Regions from separate parts of the Ovis aries genome. Here region 1 is linked to region 2. The links are chromatin contacts, called in public Hi-C maps. All regions are on one chromosome and are shown on one strand. The core of a region is the stretch at or near the end of the contact, and the rest is flanking DNA. Distances in the headings are between cores, read along the strand shown.

Region 1 (6,948 bases), core at 1,475-3,974, 170 kb after region 2:
GGGCTCCCTGATTGTGGAACACACACGCACACACACTTCTGAGATTCTGAACAGGGAAAAAAATGATTGACAAGTAAACACATTTTGTTTTCTTGTGGCAATATGTCTAGAGGTCTCTGACTGGCCTGTCCATCATGGACTTAGCTCCGTGGATGGAGCTCAGATGACCTGGAGAATCTTTGGCTTGGGATGGGGGGAGAGGGTGTGGGGCAGGGGGTCATATAAGGTATAACTTAAGCTAAATGTAATCTATTTATAAAGCAAGAGACTCTCATCTATTTTTATGAAAGGAAAGGTTTTTTTAAAATCTAGGGTAGGCAGTTATGGTAGCCCAGCATTTTTCTGTGGACAAGATGCATGTTGCTGCTGGATTTAATATAATCAGTACCCCTCACCTTTTCTCCTCATCCTCACCACCTGCTCATCCATACCCATGGGCGGCTGCAGCAGCGCAAAGGTCACCCCTCACCCCATTTCTCTGTCCCTTGATCCCCCAGCTCCCTGGCCACTGGAAGGCTGGGGGGCGGGCATTTGTGGTAGTGGCTGGGCAGTGGGGAATTCAGAATGGAGTAGGGTGGTGGGAGGGAAAGGGGGTCTGGGCGGGGGGCCAAGCTCTGCTTCAGAGGGTGGGCTCTGATTAGTTGCTCCGACTCTGGTCGGCCAAGATCCATTGCCAAGTCAGCTGTATTTGGGAGACAGCTGAGAAATGAGTGGAAGACTTCCAGGCTCGGGGTGGGCTGTGTGTTAGGCTCGGGCAAACCCCTCACCATTCCCCCTGCCAAGCCATCAAAGCAGTGAAGTAAAGGCACCCTCCGCCCATAGACTCCTTCGTGGACATTTTCACATCTACCTTATTTTTAGCCCCATCCGGGGAGACTTTATATCCTGAAGTCCCATCCCACCCCACTGTTGCTGTTTGTCTGCCAGCTGGGTTTAGCGTCAAGGGGAAGGGGGGGTTTATACTCATTGAAAGACTACTGACCCTACCGGAAACCAACCTGTTTACTGTATTGTTGTAAATATCATGCCCTTTATATCCTGTATATTGGCTTCTTTTAAATAAAGTGAAATGTCTTAGAATTGATGCTTTTTTTCTTTTTAAATTAAGGATAAAGTGATGGGAGAGGGGCAAGAGGACACAGGCCACATAAACACTAAAAGTCATTGGCCGATTAGTGATCAAATAGGGAAATTTTACATCACCTCACATCTCACAATAAAATCTTTCGAAGCAGTTAAAGCAGGAATTATACATATTTCATAGAAGGGGAAGAGAGCCAGAGAGATCACAGCCTGAAGAGCTAGCATAGCCTGGTTTGGAACTGGGAGCCTATTAATCATATTGCCCTCTGAATCTGCAAATTTTCCATTCTTTGGTGGAGCAAGCTAACTGTCTTGTGCCATCTTAATTAAGTGACTAGTATCCGTGGATTTTGGTATCTGCAGGGGCTCTGGGAACCCGTCTCCCACCAGAGGAGGACTGAAGTTTCCTTCCCCACTCCCCACTCTTTTGTTTAAATTCTCCGAGGTGCCTTAAAGAGTGTGGCCTCCCAGATAAAGAGGAGTGATAATGAAATAAGGAGGAAGTTCTAAGGCGGGTATTATTACCCCCACTTTACAGACACAGAACTGAGGCCCAGGAAAGTTACATATCTTGTCAACGTCACAGGGAGAAACCACGATCAGCATCGGAACTCTGAACTCCTAAGCAGGTTCTCGGTACACACCGCTGGAGAAAATACTAACAGATACATTAGAAGAGAGCGTTGGGAAAGTTGTTAACAGTACTTAAGGAATAGAACGGGCCCCTAAGATTCCATCCTCAGAACTTCAGAATCAGTTGTCAATAAGGTTCACGTGTTCGTGCAAACAACGTCCCGGAGAGAACATTCAAATTTTGGTCCGGGGCGCCAAAATAAAGCAGAGGAATAAAACGGATTCCGCGTCCAGAGCTTTTGAAGGGAAGTCCGAGCGCAGATTGGTTCGGGTTTTATCTTACATTGACCGTAATCTGCAAGGAAGTAGACAGATTCGTCCCAGCGCTATGCCTTAGGCAACTAGGTGGCTCCGCTCCAGGTCGGGAGTGGAGGGTGGCTGCGTCCCTACCAGGAGGCTAGAGCCAGGCTGCAGCCCCCGAGGTGAGGAAGGGGGCCGGCCACGAGGCCCTCTGCAGGGTGTAAGAGTCTGGCAGCCCCCGGCCAAGGGCAGCGAGAGCCTCCGGGTAGGGCCTCCAGCGACACCTGACCAGCAGACCCCAATCCTTCCGCCCCGCCTCACACGTGCCCCATCCCCGCTCTCTCATTGGCTGCTTCTGCCCCTCTAATCCCGGCCTAAGCAGGTTGCAACTTGACCGCCCCTCTGATTGGTCCGGGGAGCTCTCATGGCTCACTCTGATTGGTGGATGGAGCTCACGCCCTTCTGCCCCCGGCCCCCGTCGGAGGGCGACCGGGTCATACCATACAGGAAGAAAGCGGGAAACGCGTACCCTTCGGGGCTTCGCTCTTGGGCTGCTTTGCCCTGCGTCATGTGATAGCGTTCTTCGTCAGGCCCTCGGGGGAGAATTCTTCTATTAGCAGGAGGCAAACACAGAGGCGTTTAGGCTGGGCCTGACTTGGAGGGCGGCCGAGGCGGCAGTCACCCCCCCCAGCCCACCGAGGTGGTGCGCTCCAGGCGGGGCGGTGCCGTCCAGTGGCTCCAAGCGGGGCCGGTCCAGCGAGCGGCCGCGCGGGGATCCCGGGATGCTGCTGCGTTCGGCCGCGCTCTGCCGCGGCCTGCTGGCCCGCCGGGGCAGGGCGGCCGGGTGAGTGAGCGCCGGGCAGGCCAAGGGGCGCCTGCTGGCCCCGGGGCCCCAGGAGTCGCTGGGCGCCCCCCCCACGCCGCGCCCCTGTCCCCTAACTGGGCTCCCTCCGCGCCGGACCCCCGAACCGGGCTCCACTCCCGCCCCCGCACCGGGCTCGACTCCCGTCCCCGAACCGGGCTCCCTCCGCGCCGGACCCCCGAACCGGGCTCCACTCCCGCCCCCGCACCGGGCTCGACTCCCGTCCCCGAACTGGGCTCCCTCCGCGCCGGACCCCCGAACCGGGCTCCATCCCCGCCCCCGAACCGGGCTCCTTCCGGGCCAGACCCCCGAACCGGGCTCCACCCTCGCCCCCGAACCGGGCTCTCTCCGGGCCAGACCCCCTCCGGGTTTCCCAGAGGCTTCTCTCCACCAGGGGTCGCTTCCTCTGATGCCGCCCGACATCCACCTCCTGCGATGCGTCCATCTCCCAAAGGTCTTTTAGCTAAGGGGTCCTGCCCACCGGCGGGTGAGGTGGGTTGGTTCGGTGCCCTCTTGGATCCCCACGGTGAGAAAGGAGCCGCTTGATCACCTCGTCTTTCTCCGGATGGATAAAGACATTTGCCTGCCGCCTAAGTACAGCCTTCTCCTCTGAGGGCACCTCTATTATTTTTTTTTTTAAAGCACGTTTCGTTTCTCTCCCCACCCTTGGTTTCACGTTCAGGACCCTCCCTGGGGTTCCCTCTCTCCTCTGGACTGGCATTTCTGCTTCTCTCTTTTCTCCTTCCCCTTTTTTCAAGTTAAGTGTTGGTCGGAGAAGGCAATGGCACCCCACTCCCGTACTCTTGCCTGGAAAATCCCGTGGACGGAGGAGCCTTGTAGGCTGCAGTCCATGGGGTCGCTAGGAGCCGGGACATGACTGAACGACTTCACTTTCACTTTTCACTTTCATGCCCTGGAGAAGGAAATGGCAACCCACTCCAGTGTTCTTGCCTGGAGAATCCCAGGGACAGGGGAGCCTGGTGGGCTGCTGGCTATGGGGTCTCACAGAGTCCGACACGACCGAAGAGACTTAGCAGCAGCAGCAGCAGGAGTTGGTCAGAAAAATTGACTCCTTTCTTCTGATAGGTGGAATAATATTTGTGAAGTACATATAACATGCCAAACCTGTGTTGCACACTTGGCCTACGTGCCTTATTGTGACCATTCGTAAGTTACGACACATGAAGTGCTTTGAAGAGTGCCTGGTGCGGAGGCAGTGCCTGATGCTATTAATCATGATTGTCATTATCGCCCGTTTTTAAACTTCACTGGTGGGTAGCTGCTTTCAGATGAAGAAGCTGAGGTGTAGCGGTCCAAGTGGAGCTGCCCTGCAAACCCAGATTTGCAGACCCCTCCAGTGTGGAGTGGGATTCCTGGACCTTTGCCCTGTCAGTGACAGATGTCCTCAGACCCCTCTTCTGCACCCCGTGGGCTTGGTGGAAGAGGCAGGTAGGACACAGATCCTGCCCCAGAGGGGCTCACAGTTGGGTGAGGCTGCACTCCTGTGGACCCATGTGTCTGTCCACCTCCCTTTCAGAGCTGGGCAGCTCTGGCCCCAGTTTGAGTTTTGTTTGCCTAACCCCTAGGACTGATCAGTTGCATCTCCCCTGCTAAGCTGTGCCTCTCTCGAGTTAATCAGTGTCCCAAGGAATGGTACAGGGTGCCCTGGGTGCGGATGCGTTTCAGTGCAGCTGTGTGTGCTCTGTGGGGGCAGGTGGTGGGATACGGAAGAGGACAAGGAGGAGGACTCTTTTCTCCAAACTGAGGTTGGGGGCCCTGCTCACTGCATCCTCAGTGTGTTCTCATTTGCAGGCCTTTCCCTGCATTCTGAGACCACGCCTCTCAGACCCTGATGGAAGCCACATAGGTCCACGTGTTTACTGAGTATCTGCCCTGTGTACGTGGTGTGCTAAATGCTGTAGGGAGGGGTATTGCAACCTGCAAGAGTTTTCAGTTTAATGGAAGAAAGCCTTAGACATAAAAAACAAACCAAAAAGCCCTCTAATGTCTGGTATAAAAACACCTCTATTCTGGGGGAGGTGGGGGCTGGGGCGGGGTGGGCGGGTTGGACGGAAAGCTCATAACAGCAGTAGTTATCAAGCAATCAAGTACCAGGCCTGGCCCTGTGCAGATAAGCCCTGTATTATTACCGTTTTACCAATGGGAAACTTATCTGCCTGTTAAAAATGTTGAGACTAAGGGCTACCCTAGTGGCTCAGCAGTTAAAGAATCTGCCTGCCAAAACAGGAGATTCGGGTTTGATCCCCAGGTGGGGAAGATCCCCTGGAGGAGGAAATGGCCACCCACTGTAGTATTCTTGCCTGGGAAATCCCAGGGACAGAAGGGCCTGGTGGGCTTACAGTCCATGGGCGTCGCAGAGTTGGACATGACAGCGACTAAACAACAGCAATAGAATTACCCTCTGTCTGACTCCAGGCTCATGCCTCCTGAGTGGAGAAAAAGCATTTTGTAACCAGATCTGCTGGCTCAGGTTACCTCTTTTGGATATAGCAGCTGGCTTGATGCCCCAAGACAGGGTTTCCCAACCTCAGCAGTATTAACGTTTGAGTCTGATAATCCTTTGTTGTGGGGGCTGCCTGTGTATTGTAGAATGTTTAGCAGAATCCCTGGCGTCTACTCCCTAGATGGCATAACATCCCTCAGTCATGACAACAAGAGGTCTCCAGGCATTGCCAAATGTCACCTCAGGGGCACAGGCGCTCCTGGTTGAGAACCGTGGTTCTAGAATAGTTTCGGTGTTTGGCCACTTGTTTAATTATTTGACAGAAAGGAAATGGCAGTCCACTCCAGGACTATTGCCTGGAAAATCCCATGGACAGAGGAGCCTGGTAGGCTGCATTCCATGGGGTTGCAAAGAGTCGGACACGACTGAGCGACTTCAGTTTCTTTCTTAGCTTATACCTGTGGCGTGCCATGTCTGCGTTTATGGGGAAGCAGTTTTAGCACATTTATAGTGGTAACTCTCGGTGCCTACACATGAAATTCTAGTGCTGACAGAGACCATCTCTTGGGAGCCTGGGATGGGTGAGGTTCTGCAGTGCTTCCCTTTCTGCCTGGAGCGCCAGGAATCTCAACCAACTTTTAAACATACTTCTTTTTTTTGGAAGTGATTTGTTCAGTCGCCTAGTTATGTCCGACTCTTTGCAACCCCATGGACTGCAGCATGCCAGGCTTCCCTGTCCTTTGCTATCTCCTGGACGTCAAACTCTCACGTCCATTGAGTCGGTGATGCCATCCAACCGTCTCATCCTCTGTCGCCCCCTTCTCCTCCTGCCTTCAGTCTCTCCCAGCATCAGGGTCTTTTCCAATGTGTCAGCTCCTCGCATCAGGCAGCCAAAGTATTGGAGCCTCAGCTTCAGCATCAGTCCTTCCAGTGAATATTCAGGACTGATTTCCTTTACGACTGACTGGTTTGACCTCCTTGCTGTCCAAGGGGCTTTTGAAGTGGTGGTCAGTTATTCTTGATATTTTACAGTATTTGTTTATTTATTGGGCTGTGTTGGGTCTCAGCTCCGTCACGCAGGATCTTTCACTGCCGCACAGGGACTCTCTAGCTGCGGTGTGCTAGCTTAGTTGCTCTGTGGCGTGTGGGGTCTTAGTTCCCTGACCAGGCATTGAACCTTTGACCCCTAGACTGCAAGGCAGATTCTTAACCACTGGACCACCAGGGAAGTCCCTAAATGCACTCTTGACTGTGCATTTTCTTTGTATTTAATTAGTATGAGTCCACTGTACAAAGTACAGATAAAGCAAAAAAAAAAAAAAGGTGACGGAGGTCACTCGGCAGCTTGCCACACAGAGGTGACCACGCTGTCACTTTGACGACTAGCCTTTTCACGGCCCAGGAATATATATGCTTTAGAAAAACAGCATAAAAATGGGCTCCTCTGCAGATGCTTTTTTGTAGCTTGCTTTTTCAGTTGCGACTGACCTCCCTTATTATATGTCCCCAGGCCCTAGAACTGTGACTGGCACCTGGTCAGCCCTCAGCAAACATTTGGTGAATGAAAGAATGATCATGTGATTCCTCCCTGTCAACAGAAATTTATCATAACCAGTCTGGGAGAGGATCGCAGTGAGCAGCTGGCTTTTGCGGAGGGGCCAGGGAT
Region 2 (7,077 bases), core at 1,818-4,317:
CTGCAGGGCTGACTGTCCCATGCTAGTGAGCGCAGCCCCTCGTAGGCATATAGCCCCGGGGTTCCCTCTGCTCTGCTTCCCCTCCTTCCAGAGCCTGCCGTGGAGCTTCTCACCTCTCTTCCTCTTTCCTTGTCCTTGCAGCCCACTAAGGTCCTGGGCATTTACACCTTCACCAAGCGGGTGGCCTTGGAAGAGATGGAGAACAAGCCCCGGAAGCAGCAGGGCTACAGCACCGTGTCCCACTTCAACATCGTGCATTACGATTGCCACCTGGCGGCCGTCAGGTGGGCCTGCTCCCTGGGGGGCAGCCCCCACAGGCCCCCCCACGTGTACTTCTTCCCAGACCTGGGGCCTTCACGCAGCAGGCAGCTTGCGGGAGGCCCCGGCCTGGGAGGGGCTGGGGCTGCCAGCCCTGAAGTTTTAATTCTGTTCCTTAGGCTTTGGGAAGTAGGGTGTCCCGCCTTTAGCCTTATAGGCCCCAGAACCATTCCTGGGAAAATGCACTTGACTTTTGGCCCAGGGCTGGTGAGAGCAGGCTTGCCTACCGGAGGCTGTGGGGCCGGCATTCACCATCTTGTGGTCACAAGTGGCTGCTCCTTTGTAGAGTCGGTAGTCACTTGTCCCTGTTCTCCTCCCAATCCAGGCTGGCTCGAGGCCGGGAAGAGTGGGAAAGCGCCGCCCTGCAGAACGCCAACACCAAGTGCAACGGGCTCCTTCCAGTCTGGGGGCCCCACGTCCCCGAGTCAGCTTTTGCCACCTGCCTGGCGAGGTGAGTGTGGAGCATGGGGCGTGGTCGGAAAGAGGAGGTCGGGACCTCCCTGGTGGTCCAGTGGTTAGGGTCTGTGCTTTCACTGCCAAGGGCACAGGTTCAGTCCCTGGTTGGGGTACAGAGATCCCACACGCTGTGTGGTGTGGCCAAAAAAAGGTGGAGGGGGTTTCCCAGGAGATGGAGAAAGATCAGCCATCAGCTCAGCCCTGTCATCGGAGACCCACGTCCATCCTCACTTGCTCACGGGAGCTGCCTGGAGCAGGGGTGACTCTGCTGGGAGGACCCTGCATCCTCAGCGCTTGGGCCCCGGGAGGAATCTCTGGTTTTCTGCTGCCTGCCCTTCTTTCCTGATCTTAGGACTCAAGACACAGGATCCCTGACTTGATCCTCGAGGCCAGAATTTCCCAGAGTTGACTTCCGTTCCTCTGAGGTTTAAATAATGAAAATAGCTTAACAGCTCGGGCAACATTGGTCTCCTTTCAAAGCTGCTCTTGTCCTAAAATCCAGAGTGGAGCAGCAGAGCCCTCTTTGAGGTCCTCGTCCCTTAAACAGGTGCCTAGGACAGTGGTGCGCGTCCTGAGTCCTGTTGTTGAGCTCAGGGACCAGGCACTCGGCAGTGATGATGATGCAGGTCCCACTGGGCCACATTGAGCTGCTGTCCGTGTGTCAGAAACCCAGGCCCAGAGCTGGTCGGGCAGAGCCCAGGGAGGTGGTGAGGTGCATTAATGCAGAGAAGCCTTTTTTCTTCTTCACGGAGGTTCTTCATGGATGATCCTTATGGATAGGTCACCTTGGCAGAGTGGATAAGCCGTACTTTTCTTCTTCCGAAATGTACTTCCAGTTGTGGGCACAGTACGTTCTGTGACGTTAGTCTATCAAGGAGTGGGTCCCCAGACCAGTGCGTTCTCATCACAGCTTGGAGAACGTCTCATTTAGTGAGAGCAGAAATGAAAGGGCGCCGTGCTCGTGCCCCAGCCCTGCCCCGTTCTCTACTCTCCCTGTCGTTCCCTGTCCGTCGCGTAACCTTTGCACCCATCCGGCCAGCGGGGGCTCTGCCTTCCCAGCGGGTCTTCGCCGTGAAGCTGGCTTCCACTTCGCCCTCTGTCCCCTTCTCCCAGGCACAACACTTACCTCCAGGAGTGCACGGGCCAGCGGGAGCCCACGTACCAGCTCAACATCCATGACATCAAGCTGCTCTTCTTGCGCTTTGCCATGGAGCAGTCCTTCAGCGCGGACACGGGCGGGGGCGGCCGGGAGAGCAACATCCACCTGATCCCGTACATCGTGCACACCGTGCTCTACGTGCTGAACACGTGCGTACCCGGCCCGGGCCCTGGTGCGCCGGAGTCTGTTCCAGAACTAGCGCTGGACCCCAGGCAGCTTTATTGAAGTAGGAACGTTTGCCTCTTTGGAGTCACTCAGGAGGAAGTGGTAGACACAGCTTTCTCCAGAGCAGTCTCAAATCCCGCCGAGGGCCGCATCCTAGGATTGGCCTTGGGCCAGAGCGGGAGCAGGGAGCGGGAGAGGCCAGACTGTCAAAGCTTCTGCTTCAGCATAGCCCCAGCTTGCAAGACTGTTCCCTTGGGTGGGGGGCCCTGGGTCAGGGCCAGAGCAGACAGGCTGTTCCCGGTGAGGTGTCGCGGCTGGAGGGCAGGACCATGGGCTGGTATCCGTAAGTGCAGACTGGACTTGCTGCCCGTTTCCAGTGAGTGAGGCTCTGGCGACTGTGCGGGGAGAGGGCTTGTTTATCTGGGGAGGTCGGCTGAGGAGAAAGGTAGCCCAGGAAGTAACCCAGGTGCCCTCCCCCGTGTGTATACTGGGAGCGGTTAGGTATCCCTGGGAGGGCAGAGAGTGGTCAGTCGTTCTGTCTTGCTTTCAGAAGCCAGCTGAGAGATGGAATGTGCTCAGCTCCTCGATTAGATTGACATGGTTTCACGCCTTTGGGCCCCGTCTTCTAGTGAGAGTCTCCCGTCCATGGGGCAGGTGCTGACAGGTGGGGAGGCTGAGTCCAGCCCACCCGCGGCAGCTGCACTCAGTTTAGGCAGCAGAGCCATTGTGCTCTCGCCCTTCCTGGCCTCCAGCAGAGTGAGCTTCTCCTTCCCTCCCGTTTCCCCGTGAGGTAGAAGGCTGCTCTGGAGACGGCAGTCTTCATTGTTAGAGAGGCGCTGGCGGCTCTCCACCCATCATGACCTCAGCCGCTCAGCTGTTTAGACCGAGGAACCAGCCTGTGTTGTTGACAGCCTGAGCGTTCCCACCGCCCTCGTGGTGCCTCGGGCCCGAGCAGTGCTCCCTGCCCCGGCCGTGGGCCTCTGAGGGGCCCTTGTCTCTTCTTGGCAGCCATGAGGTGGCAGGGGCTGCCCCGTTCTCTGGGGAGGCCGCGTGCTTTGCCTGGTGGAACAGAGCCCGTGGCCTCAGGCGTCTCTGCATGTCCCACGCCAGATGCACGTAACTCATGCTCCGGCCCCTTAGCTGGGGACAGGGTGCCCTGTGTCCCGTTGTCTCGGTTACTGAGGGCTGAGCTGGCAGCCACACGGAGAGGTCTTCCTTCCTTCCTTCACCGGCTCACGGCGTGTGAGCTTGGTCGGGGGGCTGGTTGGACAGGGTTCACCACCTTTGTATATGAAGGCGAGCGTGTCGCACGCACCATGAGCCGGTGGAGTTGAGCGGGCCCTGCAGTGGCACGAAGCTTCTGGTTCCCGATTCTGAGTCTGGTGGCCCCACCTGTCCCACCACGTTCCATCCGTGGAGCGGAAGAGGGCGTGCTGTCCCCGCCCCCCGCCCCGTGCAGTGTCCGCCAGTACCATCTGCAGACCTGGTGGCCTTGCATGCGTGCCCACTAGCGTGGTGGTTCTGTTTCCCTCCACAAAGTTAGGCCAGGGTGGCAAGCACTCCGGGTGTGAGAGCTCCATCCCGCTCGAAAGGGGAGAGTGGCCTCCCAGGGCCCACCAGTGGGTTGCAGAAGCTTCCTGGCCGAGAGAGTGGGGATCCACGCTGGGGAGGCCGGGCCAGGCGGCCTGGTCAGAGACCGGTCCCTCCCTTAACACGAGGTGGTAGCTGTCCCCCGGTTGTCGCGAGGATCAGACGCGATAATCTCAGCACGCACCTGGTGGTGAGGTTGATGATCACCATTGCTACTGCAGTTCAGACAGGCACCGGAGCGAGAGGCAGGGCTCGCTGGAAGAATCTAGTCTAACGAAGGAGACGGGGCAGGAGAGCCTTAAGAGAGCGAACCAGAGCAGCCTAGGAGAGACGCCGGGGGCAAATGCCGATTGCACAGTTAGCTGTGCTGAGACTCGTGGGGTCGGGGGCTGTGGGCTGTGAGCTCAGTCAGAGACTCCAAACCAGTGACTTGAGTCACGTCACCTCACCCCCCAGGCCTTCAGATACCCTGGTAAAGAGGTGCTGGCTGTCACCTTCCAGGGTCATCAGAACACTGAGATGGTAGAGGGTTTGTGAAGGTGCTGGTCACATGCATATTGGAGTTGTGTGGAGCTGGACTGGAGGTGGGGGCAAGGAGGATGCTGCTGTGCAGGACTTGAGGGGCGGGCTGCTCTGCTTGGAGAGGGGTGGGAGGGGCCGCCCGTTCAGGAAGCTTCCCAGCGGGACGCCGAGCGCACCACCCTCGCCCCTCCTGCGGCTCGGGCCTGCGTCTGCCCCGCTCTCAGGGTGTCCCTTTTCTTCCAGAACCCGAGCAACGTCCCGAGAGGAGAAGAACCTCCAGGGCTTTCTGGAGCAGCCCAAGGAGAAGTGGGTGGAGAGTGCCTTCGAAGTGGACGGGCCCCACTATTTCACCGTCCTGGCCCTGCACGTCCTGCCCCCAGAAAAGTGGCGAGCTGTCCGTGTGGAAATCCTGCGGAGGCTGCTGGTGACCTCTCAGGCCCGGGCAGTGTCTCCAGGTGGAGCCACCAGGTCGGTACTCGCTTTGGGAAGCATCTGCTTGGGAGATTGTTGCCTGGGCTCTGAAACCCATTCTGGAGGAATGTCAGGTGCTGAGAGGAGGCAGCTCGTTAGCCTTTGGTTGACCCTGACCCCTGTCAGACTGTCTCACCGAGAGTCTCGGCCTGATGGCAGGCAGGTGCTGGCTGCCTCTGGGGCAGGTGTTCAGCCTCTAGAAGTGGAGCTGGGCTCACCTCTGGGAAATTCCTCAGGGAGGAAGCCAGCCAGGCACCACGTGAAGCCTCTCAGGAGAAGAGTTCGGGCCGGCGGGCGGCTGGGACAGGCAGCCTGGTTTTCTGCAGCTTGCCATTCCTGGCTTGAACTAGCCAAGCCTCAGGGCCGCGTTCGGGGAGCTTCTTTTCTGACATTGAGAACGCGCCATCTCTCTCCTTGCTCACAGTCCTCTCCCATCTGCCCCGCCCTGCCCACGAGCCTGTCCTCTGTCTCTGCTACTGGACACCTCTCGAAGAAGGGGGGCATTTCAGGAAGGAAGCGGTCTTCATTTTCCTGACCCTGTGCTGTGATTTGGGTCATCAGGGAGGTGTCTTGAGGGAAACAGCTGCAAATGCTAACAGGGATTGTTGGGCCTGCATGGATTGCCGCACACCAAGGGGGCCCCGTGACACGGCGCTCGGCCCGGGGTGGCCCCAGCCATCTGCACACTCAGGCTGCAGAGCAGGGTGTGGGTTGGTGGCTTGCTTCTGCCCCTTGAAGGAAACCTGCTTCGCTTTGGGGAGTATCTAGGCTTCAGGGGGACATTTCCAACAGGGCACAGAGGAGGAGCTTTTAGGCCCCAGTGGCGACACACCGAGTAGAAACAGCCATGGGCCTGAGTTTGCGTACCTGGTGTCTCCACCTCCGTCAGGTCCGATTCATCACATCGCTAGCTGTGGGCACCTCAGGGCCCAGAGGGCACCTTGGAGCTCTGCTGGTGGATCCAGCCTGCCCCGGCCTCTGTCAGAGTCCTGCCCAGCCCCTGCACCCATTCCAGACCAGGCACTTCCCAGGGTTTCCCAAGAGCCCGAAGCATTAATAGCTAGCTCGCTTTGTTGTTGTTCAAGGGTCACTCAGGAATCCTAGCCCGTAGTTTGCTCCTAGGAATCAGAAAGTTAGATGTGGGAGGTACTGAGTTGTGGATAAGCAGGCTCGGCCTGCGTCCATAGCGCAGAGTGGCCGTTCACTGGGCACAGGCCCTCGGTGACAGGTGTGAAATTCAAGCCCATAGGAGCTGTGCAGCTTTCACTTAGGAGACTAGAGTTCATTACGTCCCAGGCAGTTAAGGAAAAGCCGATTTGGTCACAGCTTAATTAGGAAATCCAGTGTGAGCTGGCTCATGAGTTGCCATTTTCTCTGTAGCAGTTTAGTCACCTTCACTAATGAGCCTTAAATAATTAAGTCAGGCAGGGCCACCCCGGATTCCTGCCACCGAAGCAGAAGAGCAGCACAGGCAGGGCATGGGGGCGTGAGCGGGGTGGCGGGGCCGCAGGACTCCCCCAAGAGGGCTCGAGGGCCCCTGGAGGGCGGGGCAGTGCTGCCCAGTGGCTTCATGCTGAGTCCATTGTGGAGGGAGGCGGCAGATACACAGAATCTGGGAATTTGCATGAAGCTGCTTTCTCCTGAGGGTTTCACATTCAGGAAAGAGAGTCTTCTGCGAGTGTTTAAGCCTGGGACGCTCCTAGACGTCCGTCAGAGCCTCCCCTGTTGCCGTCTGCCAGCACGCAGACCTGTGGGGAGAGAGCTCTTGCCCTGCCTCCAGGCCCACCCCGCAGCAGGCCTCCCTTTAGACCCGGCGTGTGCAGGCCCTGTGGGAGGGGAGGAGGTGGGCGCTCTGGAGACGCTGAGGGTGGCGGGGGTACAGGTAGCGTGCTTTAGCAAGCAGAGCCGTCTGCCACGGCTCTTTTACTCTGGTTAACAGGTGAAGCATTTCCTGAGTGTAGGTGTGGCTGGCCGTCCTGTGCCGGTTAGTCCCTGCTCGCGAGGCCCGCATGGACGGTGTGCGTTCAGCCTCTTAAATGAGTAACGCCTGTGCTTGCTGTATGAGCCTAGCATGTATAAACACCTGCACGCACACACATTCTAGTACTAAGTCTGGTCCCTTTGGCTGCAGGCTCTGTTTCAAGGGGTAGAATCCCCATGACAAGGGTTTCTCTGAGGGTTTCTCTAGCCTTTCCAGACAACACCTACCCTAGATCTTGGGTCGTAGACACTGAACCCTGGCACCGGCACCTCACCCCCTGTGCAGAGAGGACTGGCCTTCCTGGGCTTCACGGTGGCTGTGCCTTCTGGAACCATCCTGAGGCCCAGAGCGTCTGCCGAGGAGGTGGTGACAGTGCTGCTACAGCAGCCCCGGGCCTTCCTGGCTGGCCTCTGAG

The links. Hi-C and Micro-C count contacts between places; a contact is called where the count stands out from the background.
Region 1: a contact with region 2 is called in a Hi-C map of liver, with 3 times the contacts expected there. The contact joins the promoter of ALDH4A1 here to the enhancer-like site in region 2. A contact is called at or near these places in 8 of 16 Hi-C or Micro-C datasets (blood, liver, mesenteric adipose tissue and 4 more).

What each region holds. Positions count from the first base shown.
Region 1 is chr2:247,435,932-247,442,879 of ARS-UI_Ramb_v3.0, forward strand. ALDH4A1 (aldehyde dehydrogenase 4 family member A1) reads left to right here and starts at 2,725. Exons shown (of 15, transcript XM_027965642.3): 1 at 2,725-2,800. The coding sequence starts at 2,739. It overlaps IFFO2 (intermediate filament family orphan 2), which reads left to right. Exons shown (of 8, transcript XM_060411510.1): 8 at 1-1,080.
Region 2 is chr2:247,261,899-247,268,975 of ARS-UI_Ramb_v3.0, forward strand. It overlaps UBR4 (ubiquitin protein ligase E3 component n-recognin 4), which reads left to right. Exons shown (of 107, transcript XM_042244752.2): 101 at 142-284; 102 at 644-769; 103 at 1,888-2,082; 104 at 4,454-4,678. Among named protein-coding and RNA genes, the nearest start is that of IFFO2, 120 kb to the right of the region's middle. Within about 2 kb of position 3,068, at least 9 of the 54 cell types and tissues checked have an H3K27ac peak or open chromatin away from gene starts, as enhancers often do.